3 separate regions of the Mus musculus genome follow, and all the other regions are linked to region 2. Evidence: chromatin contacts called from public HiChIP or PLAC-seq data. All regions are on one chromosome and are shown on one strand. Each heading gives the region's core, a stretch centred on a gene start, on an enhancer-like site or on the middle of the called end of the contact. The rest is flanking DNA. Distances are from core to core; before and after follow the strand shown. Region 1 overlaps Dennd1b (DENN/MADD domain containing 1B). Region 2 overlaps Ptprc (protein tyrosine phosphatase, receptor type, C). Region 3 overlaps Dennd1b (DENN/MADD domain containing 1B).

The links. HiChIP or PLAC-seq counts read pairs in DNA pulled down with a chosen protein or histone mark.
Region 1: a contact with region 2 is called in an H3K4me3 HiChIP or PLAC-seq map of embryonic basal ganglia, with 5 times the contacts expected there. The contact joins two enhancer-like sites. A contact is called at or near these places in 3 of 115 datasets of contacts at active chromatin or transcription factors (embryonic basal ganglia, embryonic limb bud and large pre-B cells).
Region 3: an H3K27ac HiChIP or PLAC-seq map of microglia shows a contact between it and region 2, with 5 times the contacts expected there. The contact joins two enhancer-like sites. A contact is called at or near these places in 1 of 484 Hi-C or Micro-C datasets (cortical neurons) and 3 of 115 datasets of contacts at active chromatin or transcription factors (large pre-B cells, microglia and pancreatic cancer cells).

What each region holds. Positions count from the first base shown.
Region 1 is chr1:139,100,153-139,104,935 of GRCm38.p6, reverse strand. Dennd1b (DENN/MADD domain containing 1B) reads right to left here. Exons shown (of 22, transcript NM_001166501.1): 13 at 2,843-2,968. Among named protein-coding and RNA genes, the nearest start is that of Gm41960, 65 kb to the left of the region's middle. Within about 2 kb of position 3,290, at least 7 of the 459 cell types and tissues checked have an H3K27ac peak or open chromatin away from gene starts, as enhancers often do. A contact at or near this core is called in embryonic basal ganglia, where this site is marked.
Region 2 is chr1:138,134,156-138,138,824 of GRCm38.p6, reverse strand. All of the region lies in intron 1 of Ptprc (protein tyrosine phosphatase, receptor type, C), which reads left to right. Among named protein-coding and RNA genes, the nearest start is that of Ptprc, 39 kb to the left of the region's middle. Within about 2 kb of position 2,189, at least 201 of the 459 cell types and tissues checked have an H3K27ac peak or open chromatin away from gene starts, as enhancers often do. A contact at or near this core is called in cortical neurons, embryonic basal ganglia and microglia, where this site is marked.
Region 3 is chr1:138,980,600-138,985,316 of GRCm38.p6, reverse strand. The region is part of intron 2 of Dennd1b (DENN/MADD domain containing 1B); the gene reads right to left. It also overlaps the pseudogene Gm18553. Among named protein-coding and RNA genes, the nearest start is that of 4930596I21Rik, 5.3 kb to the right of the region's middle. Within about 2 kb of position 2,871, at least 114 of the 459 cell types and tissues checked have an H3K27ac peak or open chromatin away from gene starts, as enhancers often do. A contact at or near this core is called in cortical neurons and microglia, where this site is marked.

The DNA of each region.
Region 1 (4,783 bases), core at 2,041-4,540, 970 kb before region 2:
TTAGGCAGGTTCACAATCAAAAGGAAAAAGTGGAGCAAAAGAAATAGAGAATACACAGCTTAAGAGAAAAAGAACATCAGGAAATGTAATGTTGGAGCCCAGGCTTGTGCTGAAAACTAAGAAGGCTAAAGAAGGCCTGGTCTGGAAGGGAATGGAGGAAGCAGTAAACACAACGCAAGACCCCACCCACCCAGCTAAGTTTTCAACTTTGAAAAGGCCAGATTTGCTGCTCCTAAACATAAACAACAAAATGAGAGCTGCCTTTGATGTGACTAAAGGGTTGGTAGTCAAACTTGGCAGTGTCCTCCACATGGCTGTGGGCTTTAGAACTGTGAAAGATACATGAGTAACGGAGTTATAGAATCTCCCTCCATTGTTAAGAAGAGCCACAGAGGCCAGGCATATTGCACTGGAGTCCCTTAAAAGAGAGGCCTTGAGAGACCATCGAATGAAGCTATGATATTCTTGGTTTGTGTCGGAAACCCCAAGATATTATGGGTGCCAGATCCATGGGTTATCAGTCAAGGAGAGCTACACGGTAGACGTGAAAGCAGCAGAACGGAGAAAGTGTGGTGCAGGAAGCAAAGCTAGAAGAGTGGAGCCATCTAAGCCCTTTGACATCAGGCTTTAGAGTTTGTAGTGCTGGGTTTCAGTCTCGCATAGGCCCAGGATTTCCCATGTTCAAATTCCTTCCTTTTGGAGTGATAAGGTATATTTTGTGCCACTGTATGTTGCAATTATGTGATATGATTTCTTATTTTACGGTGGGTTCAAGTGAGAAGAGTCCCTTGGGTCTCAGAAGAGACTTTGGATTTTTAAACTGTGTTGAGTCTGTAAAAAACCATGGGGATTTTTGAAGTTGACCTAAATGCATTCGGTATTGTGATATGGCCACAAGCCCATAAGGGCCAGGAAGTGAGGTGTGGTAATGTGAATGAGAATGGCCCCAAATGCCCATATATTTGAATAGTTAGTTCAGAGTTAGTAGAAGTGTTTTGGAAGGACTAGGAAGTGAGCCCTGTTGGAGGAGATGTGTCACTGGGTGTAGGGCTCTAAGATTGCAAAGGACTCGTCTAATCCAACTGCTTTCTTGGCCACATGGAGGTAGATCAAAACGTGGGCTCAAAACACATTTTTGTCTTTCAAGCTCACCTTTCTTTGACTTGCGTAACATGAATGATAACACACTCAACTGCATTCAGATGGTTGTTTCCATTCTTTCAAAGGAGACTCTTAGAATTTTTAAGATTTTCCACATTATATAAGCAGTGAGGTACAATATTTAAAATTCTTTAATATCTTCAAATGTATATACATTAGAAAGACTATATGTGATATGGTTGGACATTCCCCAAAGGCCTATAGATTAAAGGAATGGACATTAGTCTGTGAAGAAAATGGAAGCCTGTGGGAAGACATGGAAACCTAACGGAAGGATTTCTGTTCATTCAGGAATGCCCTTGACTGGGACATACAGAACGCAACCCCTTCCTCCTTTCTCTTCATCATGTCCCAGTCATATGTGTGCACTATTACTCCCTAGTATGATCCCTGTCATCGGATTCCCAAGAGCATATAGGACCACCGTAGACTTAAACCTCCTGAATTACAATGCAAAATAGGCCTTTTCTTTTCATAACTGATTTTGGCAGATATTTTGTTATAGTGACAAATATAGAAATAAGATATAGATGATACATAGGTAAGTAGGAAGGTAGATAGATAGATAGATAGATAGATAGATAGATAGATAGATAGATAGATAGATAGATAGAGATGATAGATAGACAGACAGGAAGTAGATATATTGATCCACTAAAAATTCTCTAATAGCGCAAGAGCTACATGATGAGAGCCACTAAGAAGACAGGTTATGGTCAACAGGTCTGCATATCAACTGTGGAAGACAGAGCAGGAAGGCACAACAGTTTTCACCTTCCAAACATGCTATAGACCAAGGGTTAAAAGTAATCTAGCAATGGCAGGCCATTGTGTTACTTTTTATTAATCCAATGTGTCTTACCCTTAAAATGTACACATTTGGACCAGAGAAAGGTGCTTGCCCCCAAATGCATGAACCTGAGGCCATATGTGCAGGACTTCTACAATGGAAGGGAAGAAATGACACCTTGAAGGTGTCCTCTAACTTCCACATGCATGCGGTGGCACACAAAATACAAATGTAAAACCACATTAGCTTCTTAAGCATCTGGTCCTAGAATGGTCTTTTAAGGATCGTTTATACAGTCAGCCTAGCAACCTTAGAGAGAAACAAGTGGGCTTCACTTGTACCATTCTAGCTCAGCTAAATTCTGGGATATAATTTAGTATTTTAGGGAATTAAAATAAAAGGGGAGATGTGACAAGATATGCTAAATGGGCAAGGCCATTTCAGAAAGTGTTATGAACCAGGAAGACATTAAATATTCAAATATCGCCATGATTTAAAGTGCGGATTTTCTTACCTCCTGCTTTGTCCCTGCCCTCACTAAGCTGTTAATAAGTTCTAGTATCTGTTGAGTTTCATGGTGATTTTAAGATCAGGTAAATGATTTTAAGAACTTGAACATAAATTATCAATTCACTCAGAAGTAAATATTCCACTTCTAGACATCTAAGTTGATGACAGGCAAAGATCACGGGGAACCTTAGCCAGTGACAGTGAAAAGAGCTTTAGCGGGAGCTGACGCCTTGCTGCAAAAATAATCTTTGAAGCACGTTTTCCGTTTTAAAGGCGAGCCATGGCGAGTCCCTCAGCTGTGACACTAAGATGTTTCCTTTTCCTTGCCTCATTCTAGGGTCTGTGGAAAAGCAGGTACAACAGTGATGAAGGATTGCTTACAGGCTTGTATCTCAGAGCATCTCGGTAGGAGCCAAACAAAGCCGCCTGAGCCCTCAGAAAGGCCCGAGCCACTCCATCTCCCGTAGCTGTGGACTGCTTCTTCAGCTTATTTTTCAAGGCCGAGACCTGCATGGCAGAGAGGAACAGTTAAATTAACACCTCAGAAATTGGTACAGCGAGGTACGAACCCAATCAGCAGGCAAAGCGCAATGTCTGCAGGTCAGCCAAAATCCATCCTCCTCCCAGATAGCTTATCTTTTTAGCTGCACAGAGCACCTGCTGCTCTGTTAATTGAAACAAGAGCGAGAGAGGATAGCAATGTGCTAATGCAAATTGGTTTATGCTCTCTTTTTTCTCCCAAGGCCTCTTGACATAAATAAGCTTTAATTATTTACAGTAAACTGCTTGTGAGGCACTTTTCTGCAGATTTTTAGCAATTATAACGTGTGTCTACTTGTTTGGAGATAAAGCTGGCTCAGGAGCGCTCGTTTCTGTGGTGCGTTGTTATTTGTTATGAGTCCTGCAAGATCATTTACAATTTTATTTTCAGTTTGGAGGCATCATTTGCATAAGTAATTTTCGCTTTTTACCATTAACAGAAGACAAGAGAGAAGAGATAAAGTTATAGAGACCATATCATGAGTAGAAAATTATGTAATAAAAGTGTTTTACATTGTCTCATTTAAATTTCATCACATTTTCCTAAGAAAAACATTCATGCTCTCATTTAGAAATAAAAAGAAGTTGGGGCAAATGGCAGGAACTACTTTGTTTCCACGACTGGCTACTCTGGGGTAAACTTGGGACACAAACCCCGTGTCCCCTGTTTCTTACCACCACATGCTAGACTGGAGTTCTATATCACTGATACATTAATCAGTGATCAGAACAAATACGAATGTTTTGAAAACAGAGATAGTTTATCTGGGAATCTGCAAACCTTGAAAAACTTTTGAATTATTACAATATTTCCTGCCAACTCTATCTTCTTTCTAACTTCAGGTGCTCTGCAGCTACGCCCACGGACTGACTTTTATTGGGCTCACACTCAGGGTGTTTACTCTTTTTATTCATTTCACTAACTATTGTCAATCAAAATAAAAAACGAAAGTCTCTACTCATGAAAACACAAAATTCCATATTCATTCCTTATCAATGTTTTAAACAGAAGAGTGTAGGGGCCATCCTCTGTGGTCAAGGGGAGGCAGGAGGGGGAAGAACTCTGAGGGGGACAGGGGCAGCATCTGGGATGTAAATGAATAAAATAATGAATGAAAAATAAAGAAAAATGTGAAGTTGCATCCCAAGTCTAATTTCTAATAGAAATAAAAAATAAATTTAGTTAAATTTAACTGTATTACTCTCCTAACACAGCATATTATCTGTATAGACTCCCAGGTAATACAATCATATCACTTATCCTTTACATACATGCAAGTGGGAATGTTTTTATTTCTTTGTTCAAGTAGTCCTGACTACTCTTGTAGATGCTGATTGTAATTGAAGTGTGAACCTAATTAACAACTAAACTTTGAATAATGCTAATGAGAAATGAACACAGCATCAGAGGGAAGACCAGCTCTACAGGTGATAAACCTTCACAGTAGTGACATTTTCGAGTGTAAAGTCACAGTTACTGTGATCTCATCAAAGAAACAGACCCCCATTGGGTCCAATTATAACTATAGTTTTGAAAAATTATCGAGTTATGGTATTCATAATCTATGCAGAAAGGCCTTTGTGGTATAGGTCTTCTCCCCATAGCTGTGATCTTTTCAATTTATATCCAAGCTCCACAGATTCAGATGAAAGTTTAGAGCTTAATTCATTTAGTCACAAAGTGCTAAACCTGATTCATTTCAGAGAAAGCTTTTATTTTCAAATCTAACCTCAGTTTAGGTAATCCACATATTAAAACAATAATGCAGTTCACAAACACAT
Region 2 (4,669 bases), core at 940-3,439:
GGAGTTCAAGAACTTTGTTCCAAACTTGAGGATCTTCTATTACTAAGTGAAACATTATAGAGTTTTGTGGAAATCAGGTTCTTTGGATTCTGTATGACCTGGGATTTAGGTTTGGTGCTGTTGCTTAGTCTGTTATGAAACAGATTACTTAAGCCACCTATGTCTTCCTTTCTCATTTAATAACCCAAGAGGAATGCCATTCATCAAACAAGGCTATGACCGTTTATTACAGATCCGCATGTTAGGTAACCCCCCATCATAAGATTATTTCTGTTGCTACTTCATAACTGTAATTTTGTTACTGTTATGAATTATAATGTAAATATCCCTGTTTCCCGATGGTCTTAGGCTACCCCTGTGAAAGGATTGTTCGATCTCCAAAGGGTTGCCACCCACAGGTTGAGCACTGCTAATCTAGAGCCTAAACTTAAGTAGCATAGACACCTAGTAAAAGGGAAAGTCTCTCAACCCTTATGAATGACTTCCAGAGCGACAAATGTAGCTCAGTTTGTAGTGTGCTTGCCTAGCACGTATAAAGCTTTACATTTGATTCCCAACATCACAGGAGTCCAATATGGGGGTGAGTGTTGGTAATGCCAGCACCAGCATGACAGAAGCAGGGAAAGAAGGATTATAAATTGAAGGTCATCTTGGCTGCACAATGAGTTTGATAACCATAAGCAACCATGAAGCTTAGGCTACATGAGACCCTGTCTCAGACCCACGAACAAATAAAACGAATGTCTGAGAATTGGAGGTCTAGGAGCCCTGAGTAGGAAATCTAGATCCAAGTAGGTGTTTGGGGATTTTTAATTTTTACAGCGTCGCCTGAGGCCCTGCATTGTCTGTGTAGCCAAGTATGAGGATGGCCTGAAACTTCTGAGTCTTTTGTTTCCACTTCCTGATTACTGGGGTTATAGGAAGAAGCGACTACATCTGATTCTGGCTCTTCTGGGGCTTCATCTCAGGGCCTCCTTGATGTTAGGTAAGGGCTAGTACAACTGAATTGCAGCCCTAGACCCAGGCAGACCTTGAATAGACTTCCTGGAGGAAGGATGGTTTTTGTAACACTTAAATCAGTGGTTCTCAAGCTTCTTAATGTTGTGACCCCTTTAATACAGTTCCTCATGGTATCGTGACCCCCAACCATAAAAACGATTTCTGTTACTACTTCATAGCTATAATTTTGCTACTGTTATCAATTGTAATGTAAATATCTGGTAAGTAGAATATCTGATATGAGACTCCTCCAGCGGTCATGACCCACAGGTTGAAAATCAGTGAAATCGAGGTAAGATGCAGGCCGCCTGAAATATTACAACAGGTGTCAGGATTCAGCATGCTACTTATTTTATTTCAGACAGACAATATCCTTTCTGCTGACAGAAAGCCTGAAGAACTGGCCCAAGATGAGTTTTTCTTAAGCAACTAAATAGGCGATATCTCACAACCCCAATATTGTTTATGAACATCGGCAGGCTATTTTCATATTTTTCTTTATCATGGAACAATAAGGTAATCAACATGTAAGAGTGTTAGTAAAAATCCTCACCATGGAAAAATGTTTCCAACACAGGGCAAATGACTGTCCGTTGATATGCCCAGGCAGAGGAAAGACCAGCATGCATCTCTCCTTCAGGCCTTGCTTTCATGGTACTATCAGGTGTAACATTTAGGAAGTTATCCAACTTAAGTAGTTTAGCTCATTGGCTCCCAAAGATGGTGATACTGTACTTCCTACTGGTAGGTATTATTTTAGTACATTATAACAGAGGATTCTTCACAAATATGGAAAAAAATCCTGCCTGATTATCTTTGATCATTTCATAATCTTGAATGGAAAGGAACATGTTCCATTTTCTATTAGACTTTTCTTATTGTAATATGTTCAGTCCGAGTTTCATTACACAATTCCTGTTTGTATTTTTAAATATAAGATGGGATTTAATATTTTGACATTAAAGTATCATTTGTAAGTTACCTTGCAAAGGGAAGTGCCTCTGAAATCAAACCAATCATTATACAAAGTTAGCCTCGTTGTTGAAATACGATTTCACTAGAGCAAAGTCAAGTCAACCTGAAATTCGGTATTTCGTAGCAGTTAAAGTGTGCAGCCAGGCGGCTTCAACATGAGCTAGAGAAGTTGCGGTTTTACCCCGAGATAGGGCTGATTATGCTGGTGCTATGGCAACCGGTTGCACCATTTGGAAGCTCTTCTGTGCTTAACCGCATGAGCTGCGCCTCTTCCTTTCCTATAAAGACTTAGAATGAGAAAAACAGAAGTGTGCGAGGAGAAGAAACCACAAGGGCAGTAGAGGCACTGCTGCGAGCGAGCCTTTAGCTTTTGCAAACAGCAGCCGAACAGCACACCGAAAACCTCTCCGGAGGAAAGCTGCCTCTCTCTTGCTTTTCCCATTATGCCTGTACTGTAATGATTTTGAAAGCGCGCCAAGTGTTTCTGTTCAGCACTTTCATGACTGAGAGATGAGAAAAAATTAGTTGGGCATTTATCAACCTTGGCTTTGATTATCCGCTGCTCTGGGGAGATTGGAGGACTGGGTGCAATCTTGGGGGAGACATTTGATACTCTTCATGAGACTGATAACAGTTTGGTGGTAGATGTCCCACAATGTAGCTCTCATTTTCTGTTTATTTTTTGTTTAAGCTAACACCACACACACACACACACACACACACACACACACACACACACACACGCCATCGTTTTATTTGTTTTGAAATCTTGAAAATACTAATAAGGACATATTCAAACTTGTTTTTCTATTTTTTAATTTTTTCTATGTTTTTCTATTATTGTTTTTCTATTTTTCTCTCTGAGAGGGTCTGGGCAGTCAAGCCAAGCTGCTCTCCTCATTCCAGTATGCTTCAGGCTTCTCGTTATGTGTCCTTTCCCTGTAAACAATGAAAATTTTCCTTTTGTACTGTCACCGTCTAACAATTTTCACTTTTACCAGCATTTTAGTTAGCGTTCACAGTGGTGAGTGTGATTGTGGACATTTTTATACGTATGCATTGTTCTTTGTCCTTCCCCCAGAGCGCTGCCCCCTTTCCTCCCCTTCAGGCCCTCTTCCTCCCCTAAGAGCCATTCCTTCTGCTTTCATGCCTTATACGGTCCATTAGCCTTTTATTATTTCCCTTCTCCTCTTAGAGTTCTTTCTTCCATCTCATCAGCCACATTTTATTTTATGCCTTTTATAAGTTACACACACACACACACACCACAGAGAGAGAGAGAGCTACAGCTCCACATAAGAACAAAACATGTGATATACATCTTCCCAAGGCTAGCTTATTTCATTGAACATTATAATTTGATCTAATTTCCTGTGAATGTTGTGACTTACTCTTCTTTACAGCAGAATGCAATTGTGTATGTGTGTCTTATGTAGAGTACCTGGCTAACTGTTTCATTTTTAATGATAATGTTTTTGGGGGTGTGAGAGTACATGGCTATAACCCTATCACTTGGAAGACTGTGGCAGGAGGAGCATTGTAAGTTGGAGGGTGGCTCAGGTTGCATACCTAGTTTAAAGCATGACTAGATCTTCTCTCCTACAAAACACAATGCAGGAAAACACTACTGCCTTTCACTGTGTCATCCTCTGGGTCCCATTTTGATGGTGCATATAAGGTATTCTGATCATTGTTAATTCTTTCCTAGCTGTTCAGCACAAATACTGACTTTAATATTAATTTTTTTCTTATCACAGTGCAGTTAAATAAGCCTTTTTATATCAGACAGATTGTCAGTTAAGTTTAAACTTTACATTCTCTAGATTTGCACCTATTTGTTTATGATATTTATCTCTAAGTAAGAAGAGCGTGTTATCTGCTTTACCGAATTGCTGTAATGTTATATAAAGTATAATTTAACCTCATTCAGCACCTAATATTTCATAAAACATCACTCAGCACCGTGTCATACACCTAGTATTTACTGGAAATAGTGACTTTTATTCTTGGCCCTGAAAACAGTAAAGCATTTTAGCACGGGTGCCAACACGTGTGGGTGCCTCTATATAATCCGTTCACTATGATCTTACTCTATTTCAGAGGAAGTAAAGAGTTATAAAATCATACATAGTAAAATGTTAATTAGTACAGTTAGATACTTTTTGCTACCTGGCACATATTTTCAACATCAGGTTTACACTTCTGGATAAAAAAAAATGGAAAATAGATAGCCACCGAAGACTAAAATAGATATTCTAAGTCTAAAATTAGGTCTATCCTGGGAACTGTCTCAGACGAGTGAGTGGGTGGGGAAATATCGCCACCAGCAATGCTTCCTCTTCTACCCAAATCTCTACTCCAACGTAAGAAAATAACAAGCACACAGGTCGTGTTGTGGCCGCCTACAGTCTCATTTTTGTACAGAGTTTGTGCTGTGAACCTGGTTGTCAGCCCACTAATGATACAACTACAGGATTTGTGTTTTATATCAGTGACTATTACAGTGCTGATTATACCAAGGCATATACACATACACAGATGCACATCATTGATATAATCTGGGATGTGTTAAGATGTGGCCTCCACAGTCCTGTTGTGTTCCTATGCTGGGGTACCTTGGAGAATGTCAAGGGATGATGAGCACTTTGAGGAGGGGGAGGAGGAGAAGGGGGAGGAGGAGAAGGGGGAGGAGGAG
Region 3 (4,717 bases), core at 1,622-4,121, 850 kb before region 2:
CATTTGGATTGTATATGATGAGCCTAAATTAGAAGTGTTTACACTCACAGATCAACATAGACATACAGCAGCAATATAAGGTATTCATGGCCAACCTAGCTCAGCAAGAACAAGTTCATTCTATTTAAAGTCCATCAAGTGACTCGTCTAGGCCACTCATAGTTTACTCGTTTTTAATTATGTGTGTTAAAATTAGAATAAATCTTAGAACTAAAGTTTCCCAGTTATCTATGTGTGGTCACTTCATCTTTATACACCAGTTTCTTCAACATTTTAATGTCTATTACATGACTGACATAAAAATCAAATAAATAATTAGGAAAGATATTTTGTAAATTTTAGTAGTAGTAATATACCTATATGAGCAGCATACTAAAAAATTGGGGGAGATATTATACAGGATATCAAAAGAGAAAACTATCTGACTTTCGGAGTTGGAGGGCAAATTAGTAAAAGGCCAGCATTACCATCCATTAGCACATGCTCATCCAAAAGCCTTCAGAGAACACAGCACCACACCAGGGATATGAAATTCCGTTACACTAACGTTAGTTATTGCATTTGAAAATTTGACTTAAGGAATTTACTAGAACACTGTTGTCGGATTTCCCCTGTCCAATCCCATTAGGGCGGCAGGAGGCTTCCCCCAGGAGCACAGCAGTGTGACCTGGCCCACTGAGAGTTGGCCGGTTCAGTTTTTCAGTATTTCCCACAACAGAACACCACACAAATATAAATGCAATGCAGAACTGGGACTTCCATGGAGCCAATCAGCCAGACAATACCATAACCCAGGAATAAGAGAAAGCCTGCGCCTTAACTGTTGTCATAGGCCATCTATGGTTCTGGGTTACTGGAATACCCTAGGGCTGGCCACTCATCTGCATGCTCCTGGAGTGCACTGATGACAGCTATGAGCAGAAATAGGCATGTGTGGGGATGCTCCTGACTACCTTCAGAGTCAATGGCTGGACAGGAAATTCAAGCTTGGTCCGGATTTCCCTAACCATTCAACTTCACAGATGAGATAAGGATCACCTGGAGTAATGCAGTCTTGAGCTACCTCACTGGTAAGCACAACACGTGTGGTGACACTAAAGAAGAAAAGACAGGAGTGGGCATCAGGAGAAAGCGAATCATGGACTTCCATTCACAACTTGTATGGCTCTGCTACAGCAGGGGCCTGAAAGTCTGACGCCACAGTGCTAGGAATAGCTACCTACGCAACTTAAACACACGTTGTCGTTACTCCTGGGGAAATTCCACAGTTTACAAGGGGAAAGCTCACCTTTGTGGATTTTCTCACTTATGAACCGTATGTTTGAGCCCAAGCGCCTGGATGAGTTCCCAATCAGAAGGTTCTCATGTGCCTCTTTAATGGAGAGAACTGTGTGCCTGCTGCCTGACCACTTTTTCAAGATGCCCACAACAAGATGCCCAAGTGGAGCCGCAGCAAGGGCACACACCAAGCAAGAGATGCTTGCACTGCTTCTTGTGTTCCATCCTGCCCTTGGGACCCACACTCTGTCCTCGCTGCTCTATCTAATAAACGTTAATAAAACAGAAAGAAATACATGACGGCATGAGTCACCATAACTATATCAGAGCTGCAATAAAAGCAACGTGAAGCACAGCACAGATTGACCGTGGGAATGAAGCTGGCTGGGTGCCTCCTGCTGTCAGTCACAGCCAGAGGGAGAACTGGTCTTCTGTAGCTACTAGATGCAATGTTGCCAGCATACATATACTAAACATAAAATAGCCCTTCAGTGTAACACTTAGTCAGTGTTGAGTGTTTATTAAAATCGTGCCAAAAGTGAAAGGAAGAGAGTCATAGGGAAATAAATGTTCCATCACTCCTCCTCCTCCTCCCTTATCCAGCATTAAAAAAGTTGAAGGGATTTTTTTTTTTAAATCTGGAGACCCCAAAAGCTATGTAGTAAAACACAAAGACAAAAGGCTAGCTGTAATGCCATGGTTTTCCTGGCTGATTCAGAGCAGCTCTTCCCATCACCCTCTCGGTAATCTTCAAACAAGAAGTGGCAGTATTCAGCAAGCACAGTAACAGTAGGGAAGTGCACTCACCCAAAAGCAGAGTATACTAGTTTATTAGTTGTAATTACTTGGTTCTCAAGAATTCTGTCTTTATGAGAGAAGCAGTCCCATGTGGTGCCTTTTTAAAAATCTAATTTAGTAAGCACTAAATTTATTTCTATCTCACTAAATTGCACACTTCTTTGGTCGCTGGACATAGGGTTATCTACACATTCCTTTAACATCATGTGACATTTTAAAAGATGATCTGACAATAAGAGAGAAAATATTAGAGAACAGGGAAGGGGACTCCAGAGAGTGAAGGGCGGATGAGCAAAAAGCAAAACGGCAGTGTGGCCAGGAGCAAGCATCAGCTAAGCACTACAGCAAAACGGCAGTGTGGCCAGGAGCAAACATCAGCTAAGCACTACAGCAAAACGGCAGTGTGGCCAGGAGCAAGCATCAGCTAAGCACTACAGAAGCAGCACAGTGAAGCCAGTGTACTAGTATAATTGAAATGGTTATCGAAAGGGGGGCCTTTGTGTATGTTCAGCAGATGAACAAGCATCCAGTGGAACAATGTGCCACAGAGACTTTGAACAGAAGTTAAACAGAATGCTTTCAATGTCTGGAGACAGAGCTGGTCATTGAAGACCAGACACACTCCTATAGTGGCAGAACGACAGTTAAAACAGAAGTTAACTAAAGGTGGAAGAACAAGTGACCAGTGCAATGCATCCTCCCCGCACACTGGCAGAAGATGACATACATCCAGCTAGAACGTGGAAGAGGAGATGGAATCAACAGAGGAAGTGGACAAGGAGGAGAAACGGAAACCGAAAGCCAAGTGAGCAGGATTGAGCGGCCTACACACCAGCAGCAGTGCAGAGCCTCTGGGGACAGAGGCTGTGCTTCCTTGAATTACACTTAAGGAAATAACAACAGGTCTCCAAGAAAAAGAACATGCTGTTCTTTCACACTTGTAGACAAGAAGCAGTGTCCCAAAAAGATACACAGCATATTGTCCAGCCATCTTACCAGATGACTTCACGGTGACACCCAAGAACCACTGCACTATACCACCTAGGAACATGAGGCAAAGTGAGGTCTCAACAATAAAACTTTCAGGCTCTAGTTGGTATAAAACTGTGGCAGACACTTAAATGTCCTGATTCACATTTTCACCATGGCCAGCAGCTCTGTGACAAGTTGTCAGGTTTCACAACAGCTCTACAGACATCTAGGAAAACCAGAAAACTTGTCACCAATGGTATCAGACACGTTATTTTATTAAATAATGAAGGATTATCCCGAAGAAAGTTATTTTATTAAATAATGAAGGATTATCCCGAAGAAAGCAGCTACATGACTGAGAAACAGAATGTTTTGCCAATCATGATTAGCAAACTTAATATAATTACCTACTTTGTAGATTTTGATGTCAAGGCCAAAGCATCCTTATAATTCTTAATTTTTATTGTCATTGTTAAATCCTACAATTCTCCCCTGTACAAGATTTAAAATCAAAAGCCCTCACTGGTATACTGTGTCATTACCTCAATATATATTAAAAATGTATCTACGCATACAGTGCAGAAAGGGAATATTAAAAAGAATGTGCCTGCTTAAATTATAATGAAAATTCCTGTTTAAAACGTGTGTGTGTGTGTGTGTCCCAGGTGGTGGTGGCACACGCCTTTAATCCCAGCACTCGGGAGGCAGAGGCAGGCGGATTTCTGAATTCGAGGCCAGCCTGGTCTACAAAATGAGTTCTAGGACAGCTAGGGCTACACAGAGAAACCCTGTCTCAAAAAAAAAAAAAAAAAAAAAAAAAGTGTGCGTGTGTGTGTGTGCCCGCGCGCATGTACACGCACGCATGTACGATTTGCTATTTCTATTACTCATCACAGCTATCACAGCTTTATGACAAAAAGAAAAGGGGCTTTAATTGCTCTCAGTTTAAAGACTTTTTAAAAACTAAGGCTCACTGGGTGGTGGTAGTGCACTCCTTTAACCCCAGCACTTGGGAAGCAGAGGTAGGTGGTGCAGCCAAGGCTACACAAAGAACATCTGCCTCAAAAAAACCAATAAACAAATACAAACAAGCAAACTTACATACATACATGCATACATACATACACGCATATATACATACATACTTAGACTCAAAAAGCTTATTACGCCATAATTCTAGCCCAAATTCTTCCAAGTCAATTCTCACTGTAGAGTTCTGCCACTCTTTCACTCGATGAAAGCAATGGGAAAAGTAGGTTCTCACCACAAAGGCAGGAAGGAAATGTCTAGTGTATGTCAGTAACGGGGGAGACTGAGACCATAAGGAGCATGCAACCCTGGCCTGCCCAGCAGAGTGACCCCCTGTCACTGCAGGCCTATTTCCCAGGTGTACCACACAACTACTGGCATTTTCTATGGCAGCCATAAATAAAATTGAGAAACACTACAACTGAGACATAATGTACAAAATCTTAAGCAAATTAAGTTTGACAAATACAAGCTCCATGAAATTTATTATATTACCCATAAAAAAGATGTATATCAATAATTTAACAAAATCTTACTTCAAAGACTCCAATTAAATTTCATAACCAAGAAAGTTATAAACAACTTGCCTCAAGAAACTTGAAGCCACCAATCAGCAGGAAGTAGTCTAATGATGTTATTC